3 separate regions of the Sus scrofa genome follow, and all the other regions are linked to region 3. The links are chromatin contacts, called in public HiChIP or PLAC-seq maps. All regions are on one chromosome and are shown on one strand. The core of a region is the stretch at or near the end of the contact, and the rest is flanking DNA. Distances in the headings are between cores, read along the strand shown. Region 1 has its middle 440 kb from the start of RUNX1. Region 2 has its middle 410 kb from the start of RUNX1. Region 3 has its middle 89 kb from the start of CLIC6.

What was found. HiChIP or PLAC-seq counts read pairs in DNA pulled down with a chosen protein or histone mark.
Region 1: an H3K27ac HiChIP or PLAC-seq map of alveolar macrophages shows a contact between it and region 3. The contact joins two enhancer-like sites. A contact is called at or near these places in 2 of 2 datasets of contacts at active chromatin or transcription factors (alveolar macrophages and skeletal muscle).
Region 2: an H3K27ac HiChIP or PLAC-seq map of alveolar macrophages shows a contact between it and region 3. The contact joins two enhancer-like sites. A contact is called at or near these places in 1 of 47 Hi-C or Micro-C datasets (embryonic fibroblasts) and 1 of 2 datasets of contacts at active chromatin or transcription factors (alveolar macrophages).

The regions. Positions count from the first base shown.
Region 1 is chr13:199,073,453-199,077,354 of Sscrofa11.1, reverse strand. No RefSeq gene overlaps it. Among named protein-coding and RNA genes, the nearest start is that of RUNX1, 440 kb to the right of the region's middle. Within about 2 kb of position 2,099, at least 20 of the 83 cell types and tissues checked have an H3K27ac peak or open chromatin away from gene starts, as enhancers often do. A contact at or near this core is called in alveolar macrophages, where this site is marked.
Region 2 is chr13:199,046,066-199,049,878 of Sscrofa11.1, reverse strand. No RefSeq gene overlaps it. Among named protein-coding and RNA genes, the nearest start is that of RUNX1, 410 kb to the right of the region's middle. Within about 2 kb of position 2,513, at least 3 of the 83 cell types and tissues checked have an H3K27ac peak or open chromatin away from gene starts, as enhancers often do. A contact at or near this core is called in alveolar macrophages, where this site is marked.
Region 3 is chr13:198,337,315-198,341,415 of Sscrofa11.1, reverse strand. No RefSeq gene overlaps it. Among named protein-coding and RNA genes, the nearest start is that of CLIC6, 89 kb to the right of the region's middle. Within about 2 kb of position 1,720, at least 20 of the 83 cell types and tissues checked have an H3K27ac peak or open chromatin away from gene starts, as enhancers often do. A contact at or near this core is called in alveolar macrophages, where this site is marked.

The sequences.
Region 1 (3,902 bases), core at 850-3,349, 740 kb before region 3:
TTTATTTACTAAGAGCAGTGGGGTTTTCTATACTTTGTACCTACACTAATGTTTATATATATGCACAAAAACTTTTCTACAGGGCAGCTTTACTGTCTTGCATTCCAGCATTTACATGTTTATCATAAAATTCATAGCACAGACACACAAGATGTCCCCAAGAAATGACAAAAGCATCACAGCGTCTTATATTTCAAAGCTCTCTGTCATCACAGCTTACTCTTGGTGGACAGGGATGGCAAATTGCCTGTGTGTCATGCTCAGCATGCAGGAGTACATGTACAAGGGGACTTTACTCGTGGGACATGGAATCCATTCGTCTTAATAGACTCACTGGACATTTTATCATCTTTAAATCTGTGGGATGGGCTATTCCTTTTGCGAGAAGATGACACAGCTTTAGGAAAACAGAGAAAGGAAAATGTAAAGCTTAGAAACATGTGTTGTGCCAGCCCAAGAACGGGTTTTGCAGCCCTGCTAGATGCAGACAAGTCCCTGGTGAGCCAGATCCAATGTCTGAAGCCTTGAGTAGGACTGCGGGATGAAAGCCTGTACCGTGTACTCCACCTATGGGTCTTGTGGGTCCCTCAGCCCTGGGTTTCCAACCCTCAGAGTCAGGAGGATGGCTAGACAAAGTAATGGCACTTCTCTCTCCCACTGACTGAGATTAAATGAAAGCAAGAGATTATGAAGCAATATTTGTGATTTTCTTTGTAATGAAATTCAGAGCATTTCTAAAGGTTCTATACTTCAGTATTTGCTCTGGGCAAAAAGAATAACCAAAAATAATAATGATACTACTACTACTAATTTGGAAGACGTCTTGGCGAGAATCTTGGCACGGCTGTGTGTGTGGCTGCTGGGTTTGCTGCAAAGATTCTATCGGAAACCTGCAGACAGTGGTTTGCCCCCAAAGAAGCCTTGTTGTGACTTACACAAAGAGCGGAGGCTTATTTTTCAATTCAGGGGAATTTTTCCAGGTTAAAAAAAAAAAAAAGAAGGTAAGCATATTTTAACTCTGCCTGATACAAAGGATAGGCTTCTTTTGACATTTATAACCTAAAAAAAAACAAACACAATTTTCAATTTATCATAAACTTAAAGGGAAATATTAGGCCATCTCTTTTGTAAGAGGCAACAAACAAAACAAAACAAAAACAAACAAAAAACAACCAACCAAACCTGAAAGGCCCAGTCAGAGTTTTGTCTCTTAATTTACATGCATTTTCTTCAGCAGAAACCACCTACAGATCCTAACCCAGGTACAAGGTTTCTAGAGCCAACATACCCTGCAGAGAGGTACTGGTCTTGAGTTAACATCTTAAATGGGCAGTGTCACCCATCTGCCTTGGAAGAAGCTTTCCTGATACATGAAACCACATTTTTGTATCAGTTCCCATGAAGACACGCAAACGACTGGAAGCTACATCCCATTTGCTGCAGAGGTTTTGCAATATCTCCTCCGTGGAGGGACTCTGTGGATTCGTGGGAGGGAAATAAAAGGAATGGAAGAAGTGTGGGAAGTTTGTGTTGGGAGAGGCTTGTCTAGCCCGGTAGTGATTAAAATATTATAAATTGTGTTTTGTCTGAGTGGCTCACATGGTTTTCGATGTTATTCCAGTTTAAGGTTGGTTGCTGATGGTGGACGTGGGAGGCAGAGAAGTCAGTGAAGTTCCTAAGATTACAAGGCAAGTGGCCCCCAATCTGGGTGCAGCTTGCCCTCCTTACTCATGAAATGTGCTTTTCCAGGTTGAGCCCAAGACTGTTCAGTGAAGAAGTTTCAGGAGTGGCTGCTTTGGGTGAATGTCAGGGTTTTGGCACTGACTGTGATGCTTTGGCATTGACTCTCTGCTGTGATCATTAACAGTCATGGGTTCAGTCTCTCCTGTTCTATGTGTGTTAACAAGATACAGAGGAAAAATTCACCTTGCTTGTGTTCAGGTTGTGTCCAAAAGGGCTGCAACAGGTCATGTAAACCTCTGGCCCGGGAGGAGTGGAATTTATCAAGAGGTGTTTCTGCAACTCAGAAGCTCTGTGCTTGTGACTGCCCAGCAGGCTGGCAGATGCTGCTGTTTGTCTGTGATGATGAGACCAGCAGCATGTGGTCTGTAATGCAGAGAAAACAGGAAATCCTCCTTCTTACCAAGCAGGCTGTGCAAAAGGGTCTTGCTCTCCTAAGCAATTTCTTTCTTTCTTTCCTTCTCAATCTGCTGCCCCTCCTTCCTCCCCAAGGCTTTAGTTTTGTGACTATAATAAGACCAGTATGGTTTAGATTAACTCTCAAACATTACTGTTCCAAAAAAAGAAGGTAAAATGATAATGGCAATCAAGAAAACATTTTGCAGTCTGGTAGTTTCTTGCAAAGTGAAACAGAGTCTTACCATGTGATCTGGCAATGGTGTTCCTTGGTGTTTACCCAAATGAGCTGAGAAACCTATGTTCACACAGATATTTATAGCAGCTCTATTCATAGTTACCAAAACTTGAAAGCATGTCCTTCAGCAAGTGAATGAATAGAGTGCTATATCCATACAATGGAATAGTATTCAGCAATAAAAATAAATGAAATATAAGCCACAAAAAGACACGGAGGAACCCTACATATGTATTGCTAAGTGAAAGAAACCCCTCTGAAAAGGCTAATACTATATGATTCCAACTCAATGACATTCTTGAGAAGGCAAACTGTTGAAAAAAAGACAAGCAAAATATCAGTGGTTGCCAGAGGTTGAGGGGAGGGAGGGAAGGGTGAGTGAATGGAGCACAAGGGGTTTTTAAGGCAGTGAAACTAATTCTGTATGATACTGTCACGGTGGGCATATAACACCAGACAACTGTCAAAACCCATAAAATATACAGCCCAAAGAATCAACACAAGTGTAACCTATGGACTTTCGTTAATAATAATGTAATATTTTTAGTTGTAACAAACATACCACACACTAATACAAGACGTGAATAAGAGGGGAATATCGTGGTGTGGGAAGGAGTCCATGGGAACGATCTGTACTTTTTGCTCAATTTTTTTGTGAACCTGAAACTGCTCTAAAAGTAGCTATTAATTTAAAAAGAACATTTTGAGAGGTGAAAGGTGGTCAATACAAATAGTCTTTTGCCAGGTGGAATGTGAGCAAGGGGCTCTGGGCCAGGAAGGCTTCTTGGAGGAGGTGCCATTTAAGCTGAGACCTGTACTCGTGGGATGGCAGGGTGTGTGAGGCAAGATCATGAAATCACGAGGCTGGAGCTTAGAGCGAGTGAAGGTGAGAGACTCTACGTGGATCTGGGACAGTAAGTTGGATGTTGAGCATATGGGAGCCTAGAGGACATGGGAAAATTTTCGGTTTTATCCTGAGTTGTAAGCAGGGAGGGCAGCACATTCCCAGACTGTGAGGACCATGTTGCGAGTGGCAGAGGACCTCAGATCTGAACTGGAAGTGGATGAATTCAAGGAGTCCAGGAATTTGAGGAAAACAATATTCCAGTTTGGGGGAAACAGCAGGATTCAGTCCCTGAAAGAATATGGATTTGGGGGGAACTCAGGCTGAGAGGTTTTATCAGAGTCATCTTGTGCTCAGGTGATCCTTATTGCACCTAAGATGCAAAATATGGCTGGATCATTGGTTTTGAATAACTTTTCTATTTTCTTTCTTTTTCTTTTTTTCTGCTTTTTAGGGCCACACCCACGGCCTATGGAGGGTCCCAGGCTAGGAGTCGAATTGGAACTACAAATGCCAGCCTACACCACAGCCACAGCAAGGCAGGATCCGAGCCACATCTGTGACCTAAACCACAGCTCATGGCAATGCTGGATCACTGACCGAGGCCAGGGATCGAACCCATAACCTCATGGATACTAATCCAATTCTTTTCCACTGCACCACAATTGGAACTCCTGAATAGCT
Region 2 (3,813 bases), core at 1,264-3,763, 710 kb before region 3:
TTTTCACAACATTTTCCATTTTTATCTGTGATGATCTATCTCTTCCTGTCATAGCTGGAGATGTGATACCAGGATTAGGCAACTCCCCCAGTCTCTTTCTTTTGGGTAAAGTCTGAAACAGAGTAACCTGAATCTGTCTATAGTCTCTGCAACATTTTCTCACTTTCCCTATTGTTACTTCCTAATTGTGTGTGTGTGTGTGGGGGGATAATTCATTTACTCTTAAAATGAATGTAGTTATCTAAAGTTTTCTTTGTATTGCACCAATTCTTCTTGGTCTTTATGGGGTGATGAACCAGTCACACTTCATGTGGCACTTCTGCCTTTAAAGTCTGGCCAATTAGTTTGGTGTTCTTTAATTGCTAATTTTTGGGATTACAGTTGCCAGTTTTCTTTATTTTATAATTCTGCTGATTCTGATAACACTGATTTCCTGTTTAAAGTAGAAAATACAAGAAAACAAAAAAGAATTTTTTACATTTTTTTCTAAGAACCTGAAAAGTATAATAGAGTATTGTCTGAAGAGTGGGAAATCAAACAAAAGGAAGATGTTTACTGAAGCTACGGATGACTGGATAACAGAGGCACCACTGCCCACATCGAAAGAAGAAAGACCTGCATCGGGCACTTCCTTTTCCGAAATCAACAAACAGGATCAAGTGCTTTGAAAAGGATGCATTTAGGACAGTACAGCTGTTGTCACATCGCTGATTCTGATGTGGTGACTAAGATGGAGAACTCATCACATGGCACTTAAATCACTGAGCAGCCCAACTTCCTCTGAGAGCTTGGGAAATGCTTTTCATTTTAGAAATAAAACAACTGAAAATGAGCCTTGTCTGGATTTGAAGTCCAACCCAGCGTATTCTCCCTGACCCCCCCAGTGCCTCTAACTTGTCTTAAGGCTTTGCAATATGTACAGAAGGACTTTAAGAAGGCTTTTGATAATCAGCCATTCAGCTGCAGGGAAACCAAGTGAAGCAGAGATCTTCTGTAGCATTTTCAGTGCAGTGCATCCTGGCAATAGGAGTTAATGAACCATGAAATTAATAAATTCCTGAATAAAGCTACTACATTTCTAGACGTTTCTAATAGGAAATTGTTTCAGGAAAACCGTATAGAAATAAATCTCTCCTAATGTTGTATTTTATTTATCTCAATTATACTCTTCATTGTTATATCAGATTTTTACTAGAATATATATATATATATATATATATATATATATATAGTGTCAAACTTTCATTGTGCATCATTCTTTCCTGGTGTTATCAACACTTCAGGAGGAAAAAAATTAATTTGCATTGGATAACTAATTGAATTTTTAGATATGAATGTGGTTGTGATTTGTATAATGGTGAACATTTATATTTGGCTGGGTCCTTTTTGAAGCCCTGGTTGTAAGAAGAGTAAGAAAAATCTTTTACATTTTACTACAGATGAAGGAAATCTGCTGGAATTCTTTCATCAGAGTCATGGACTACAATATTGGAAAGTACAAATTACTGTGGTTAATTTCTTCTGCAGAAACTTAAAATTTCAGAGATTTTTTTTTCTGCAATTCTAGGAACTGACATTATAAAACAACACCTTTTAAAGAGATTTTGACTAAACAAAGATTATCCTGCATTCTGAGATCTTTTGAATTTCTAGAGACACTACAACTCTTATGGGAAAATAGTGCCATGAATTGAGGCGGGGGTGCTATCCTGACCCAGAGAAGCCAACTCAGGTCTATTGGTCCAGAGGCTAGTCGACTTAAGAAAAAGTCTGTTTTAACCACCTGGGCATCTTCAGAAGCTGTGAAATGCTGTAAAAACTGACTTCCCATCCTGATTTCTAGGAAATGCTTTTGTCTCATCAGAATAAGACTTCAGCCCATCTCTTTTCTACTTCCTCTTCCCCAGGTGCCTTCTGCCCCTAAAAATCTCTGCAAGATCCTAAAGCTGTACAACTGTGCTCACGACGTCTTTAAAGGACCTCTGTATCAGGTACAGGAAAATTGTTGAGAAGGTGGACCTTACATCTTATCACTGCACACAAACAATGATAATTTTGGGAGGCAGTGGAGGGGTTGACTGAGCTTACTGTGATCGTGGTTTTGCAATAGACATGTATACACCGATACTATCCCAACTAAAGCTGCGGGGAAATGTGTTAACTTATGCAGCATTTTTCTTTATGCCATCATATGGTCTCTGAGGCTCCTTAGATGTGATTTGCCCACAGGTGCAGCCCCAGTGGAAGGATTTTAGACTTTGAGATTTCCTTCTGTGTATTTAAAGGAACCCAACTGAAGGAGCAATGATGTGGGGGGATTTTTAGTTCGTCTTACTAAACCTCTGCCCCCAAATATTTATAATTTGAGATGCAGAGAACCCATGGCTTCTAGGTGGATAAATCTATGTGTTCATTTATTTTTCAGGACACTCAGCTTTCTGTGTGTCTGCTACATAGCTAGAGGAGAGAAAGAGGAAGTAAGGAATAAGAGAATTTCAAAGACTGGCTGTTGTAAGCACAGTTCTAGTCATTTAAGTTACCAGGGATAGTTTCTCCATTCTGTTCATTTGAATGACTGGAGACACCATAGGCAATAAAATGAAAATGTTTACATTAGGAAATTAGGCCAGTGGTATTTCCTCCTTTATACTATCCTTCTGTTTTAGGAGGATAGTGGTGACGGTGATGATGTATGTACATGCGTGTGTGTGCCAGGGAGAGAGACAGACAGAGAGACAGAGCCAAAGAATGAGAGAGAATGTGGGAAAGACAGAAGGTGGGGAACTCAGAGAGGAAGAGAGACAGAGAGAAGAATGAATCCTTGTTTCATTTCAAGGAAATAAAATACTTTCAAAGTTGTGGCAAAAAAAAAATTGTCAATTAATCAACAGTTTTCAAAAGTGTAGAGTTGACATGATCCCAGTTCAGACATACATAAGCTCATTTTCTAGGGAAAACAAGGAAGCTTAACGTCACTTAGCATGGGCAGTGGACAGAACTAGCCATTGGCAGTATCTTTCTCTCTCTCTCTCTCTTTTTTTTTTTTTTTTCCTCCTTTTTTGTTTATGCTCGAGGCATATGGAAGTTTCTGGGCCAGCGAGCAAATCTGAGCCAGAGCTGCGACCTTTGCCACAGCAATCCTGGGTCATGAAACTCAATGCCCTGCACCAGGGATTGAACCAGAGACTCCAAATGGACAAGCCTGATCATTACCCAACTGCACCACAGTGGGAACCCTTGGCTGTCTTTTATTTAGTGGGATGCAAACGACTATTATGATTGTCCATGGAGTCAATGGGAGGCATCCATACTCTGTGAACATTCTCTTCTTCCAATGAAGATGATGCAAATTTATTGAGCGATTCATACAGATCTGATACTAAGCACTTGATATCAGGTGACTCATTTTACCCTCATAGCATCCCCTAAGAGCTTCCTTCTCATTCTTCCCCAGTTCCTATACTGGAAGTTTTTATTTAAAGACGAGGGAACAGGGAGGTCCTGTTGTGGGTCAGCGGGTTAAGAACACAGCATAGTTTCCATGAGGACGTGGGTTCCATCCCTGGCCTCACTCAATGGGTGAGGGATCTGGCATTACCACAAGGTACAGTATAGGTCCCAGATGTGGCTTGGGTCTGCTGTGGCTGTGGCATAGGCCTGCAGCTGCCTATGCCTAGCCTAGGAAATTCCATATGCCTCAGGTGTGGCTGTGAAAAGGAAACAATATTTTCAAAGATGAGGAAACAGAAACCCGACAATAGTTGGCTAGTGGCACCAAACCGGGATTCAAACCCAAGCAGTCAGTCTCCCAAG
Region 3 (4,101 bases), core at 471-2,970:
TCTGGGTCACTTTGCTGTACAGTAGAAACTGGCAAAACATCGTAAATAAACTATAATTTAAAAAATACAAAAAAAGACCCTGAAAAAAAATTTAAAAAAGAAACATGATAGCCCTTAAAGAAACTATGCTATCTTGTAGGAAATATGTAAAGAGTTAAATGAAGAAAGTTCTAGAGCTCAGGGCTCTCTCCTGCTGAGTTCAGCATTCAGTATTAAAAAAAAAAAAAAAAAAAAAGACCTCCCCCTTACTCCCCAAAGGGTTTCATACAAAATAATGCATGAAAGTATATGATATGAAATACACAACCTGGAAAAGCTCCTCAGGTCGAGCGTGCACGCTTACACACACACATACACACACACTCACACTGACCCTCTAGCCACACCCCATTGATCTTAGAAGACCCAGGCTCTTGGGAGTTGGTGGTTGGACCAGCAAACCTAGACACCAGGAGTTGACGCCTGTGGTGTCAAGGGCATCTCTCGGTAAGAGGGACAGCTGAGCGAGGAAGGGGCAACTTAACCAACACCCCCTCTGAACCGTGAAACCCCAGTCTCCCTCCAGAGCATCCCCAGTTTTCAATTCACTTTGATTAAATCGATAAGCCAGAATCCACTTCTGTGGTTTGTAACCAAAAGGACTTCACCAACCACAGCTATCTTGATGAATCTGCCCCTTGCCTGTCTCCGCTCCGTCCACCGGCGCATCCACGTGCCTGCGTGGAAGACAACCTAAGCAGACCTGTGCCGGGTGCTTTCAAACGAAGCAGGTCAAGGTTTTGCTCCTGAGGCTGTAATAATCCAGCCACAGAAACTGTGCTCAGGCCCTCAAAACATCAGGTAACGCAAAATCGGGCGAGGCCCTGGGCTGCAGTGAAAAGACACCTGTGCTGGGGAAGAAAACACGCTCGCCCAGCGCAGGAAAAGACCCCGCCCTGGAGCGCGGGCTTCTTTTCTCTCCAGCCCTCGGTAGTGAATCTGGACTTTGTAGTTTCCTAAGTGATTTCTCTTGCCTTTCAGTCCAGATGCAAAGGAGAAGTATTTACAACATCTGCAAGAATGACTAGGAGCTGCAGGGTGTGTCAATAGCCCCGCTTGATAAGGATTAATTTTAAATTCTGTACCCAAGAAGGCTCCAATCTGAGGTGCGGGTCCCAATTCGGGGATGGTTGCATTTCGGATTTTGCCTTCCCAACCACAACCAGGTTTCCATCTAATCCGAAGACAGGCGGGTGGGAGGGCGGACTGGAGGAAGGAGGGCTTTCAAGGAAGACGCTCTGCTCCGGGTCCTCACTTCCTGCCCGCAACTCTTTTCTTTCTGTGGCTCCAGGATCCTGCTGGCCGCTTTTCCCACGCACGTCCTCAACTTCACGCAGCCTTTCAGAGACTCCCGCGAGATAACGTCGGATGTGAAAGTTGTTTGTAAACGAAGCATCGGCTTAATGTTTCCATTATTGCCTGTGTCTTTATCCCACGTGTGCAGGCGACTCCCTCCTCTTCCTCCCACTCTCCCTGTCCCCTTCCCCGGGATGAGGGAATTCAGGCCAAGCTGGCCTGGTGCCCGGAGGTGCCAGTCAATTATGGGGCTGAGACTCTATGCCCCAGGCAGGGCCACAAAGCCACCAGGCTCCCCCGTTTCAGTTGGTCTCAGCCCAGCAGAGTCATTCATGAGCCAGCATCCCCTGCTGCTTCTCAGCCACCACTGGGAGCCTGTGACTCGGTCAGGGCACGGTGACAGAGACACACGCTAAGTGCGACCAAGCCCTCTGCTGGGACGCTGTGGTCGGCTTAGTGTGACTTGAGCTCAAGGAAGTGGTTTCAGGAGATAACACTCCCTTGACCCACAGGGGCGGGATGGGTTATCCCTATCGCCCGAGAAGGTCACCAAAATGAACCTGGTAACTTGAAAGCGAGACTCAGAAGGGCCCCGAGAAAGAGCTCCCCGGACTGGAGACAGCAGAACTCGCCACTTTTCATCTTCAAAGCCCAGAACCTCAATTAAGTAATTAATAGGTCTGGTCATGTTCGCAGCTCTCTGAAAATGAGACTGGGGGAGCTCTGGCTTTCCTTCCAGGGGATGTGCTTTCCTGGCGAGCCCAGAGAACTGCCTAAGAAGGCGATCAGTAACCCAGTAACCATCCTTGCTCTTCACCCCTCGCTCCGCACCCCGCAGGGAGGCAAGTTCCAAATCCGCTCTGAGGGTTCAGGGGCTGCCCCAGCCGGGAAATGCGACCAGACGTTGTACTTTGCTGCCCTCTTGAGGATGCTCTGAGGATAGCGGGCATCCAGTAATAGGAAGAAACCGGCTTTTTTTTACCCCTTGGAAGAGCGTCTGGTATGATCAAGACTTCTTCAAAATAGGAAAATACTAACCTAGAGTATAATAAATCCTCTCTTTTAAAAAAATTCAAAACCTAGAGGACTGTGTTGATACTGAGTTAAGAGTTCCAAGGGCCAATACCTTCCCAAAGAAACGAGAAGTTTCTTGAATTAATGGATGAGAACCAATCTTCAACATCAGAGGGCTAAAGGAAGGTAATTGCCCTCGATATTTATTTTCAATTTGGAAGATCCAAAGCAAGAAGACTTTGAAGCAGTCAAGAACTGATTAGAATTCTAGGCTTGGTGCCAAGGGGATAAATTGTCTGGTGACTTTTTGCAGAGTTATTGACTCCCTTTGCATCTGAGGCCCAGAGCCCAGCAGGGTATAAAAGCTTCAAAAAGCGCTCAGAAAAGGGCGTCATGCCCAGCACTGACAAGATGCAGAGTGCCAGGTCTGCGGGACTGTCCCCCATCATAACCCAGTCACCCCAGGGGGCTGCTGGCAGCTCAGTCCGCTCGAAGACCCATGACTGGCTTCGCCCATGAGGAGTTGCCATCTCTGCATATTTTGAAGGCTGTCTGGTCTCTCGTGGTTTACGGCTCTGGGCTGGTATGTCTGGGGATTTCTTGCTCTAGATAACATGTTTTAAATAAGTAAAAAAGCTCCAACACACACACACGTACACGCACACGAAATGTGTGTCCCCAAGCTGAACTCTCTTCAATTAACTTGTATGTATGTATGTATTTTTGCTTTTTTAGGGCTGCACCTGTGGCACATGGAAGTTCCCAGGCTAGGGGTCGAATCAGAGCCAGACACAGATCCCAGCCACATCTGCAACCAATACCACAACTTGCAGCAACACCGGATCCTTAACCCACTGAGTGAGGCCAGGGATTGAGCCCACATCCTCCTGGATACTAGTTGGGTTTGTAACACACCCCCCCCCCGCCGCAGTGGGTCTTGACTGCTCCTTTGTGACCATCTCTGAGCTTCCCTGGCCATAAACTCCTTCTCCAGCCCCACCTCACCTTCCTGAGCTCTGGGGGACGCAGAGGAGAGGAGCCCCAGCCAGCCAGTCCCGCCCCAGTCACCGTCCCCACTGACCCCCACCTCGAGGTCCCTTCCACTGGCAGCGATTCAGTCAGCTGGACCAGTGTGCCCATTCTCAGCTGCTCTCCGACTGTTGCAAAGTGTGCTGACTGGGACCCACCCCTCCACGCCCTAGGGAACCACTGCAGGCCATTCCCAGCCCACTCCCTGTGACACCAGACCAGACTGAATGTTGAAAATTATGAGAATCTACAAATTGAATGGGGAGTTTCTATTGTGGCTCAGTAGGTTATGAACCCCACTAGTATCCGCAAGGATGCGGGCTTGATCCCTGGCCTTGCTCAGTGGGTTAAGGATCTGGCATTGCCACAAGCTATGGTGTAGGTTGCAGATGCAGCTGGGGCCTGGCACTGTTGTGGCTGTAGTGTAGGCTGGCAGCTGCAGCTCTGATTCGACCCCTAGCCTGGGAGCTTCCATAGACCACAGATGAGGCCCTGAAAAGAAAGAAAGAAAGAAAGAAAGAAAGAAAGAAAGAAAGAAAGAAAGAAAGAAAGAAAGAAAGAAAGAAACATTGGAAGGAAAGAGCAATCCAGGTTGCCTCACAATGGAGCAACAGCCACTAGAGCTGGGTGTCACCCTGACTTTGAATGGCCGAGGGGCTACAGGTCAAAAAAAGGCAGTTCCCGGCATGGCCAATGACTCTGTCCAAGAATAGGCCTTTCCAA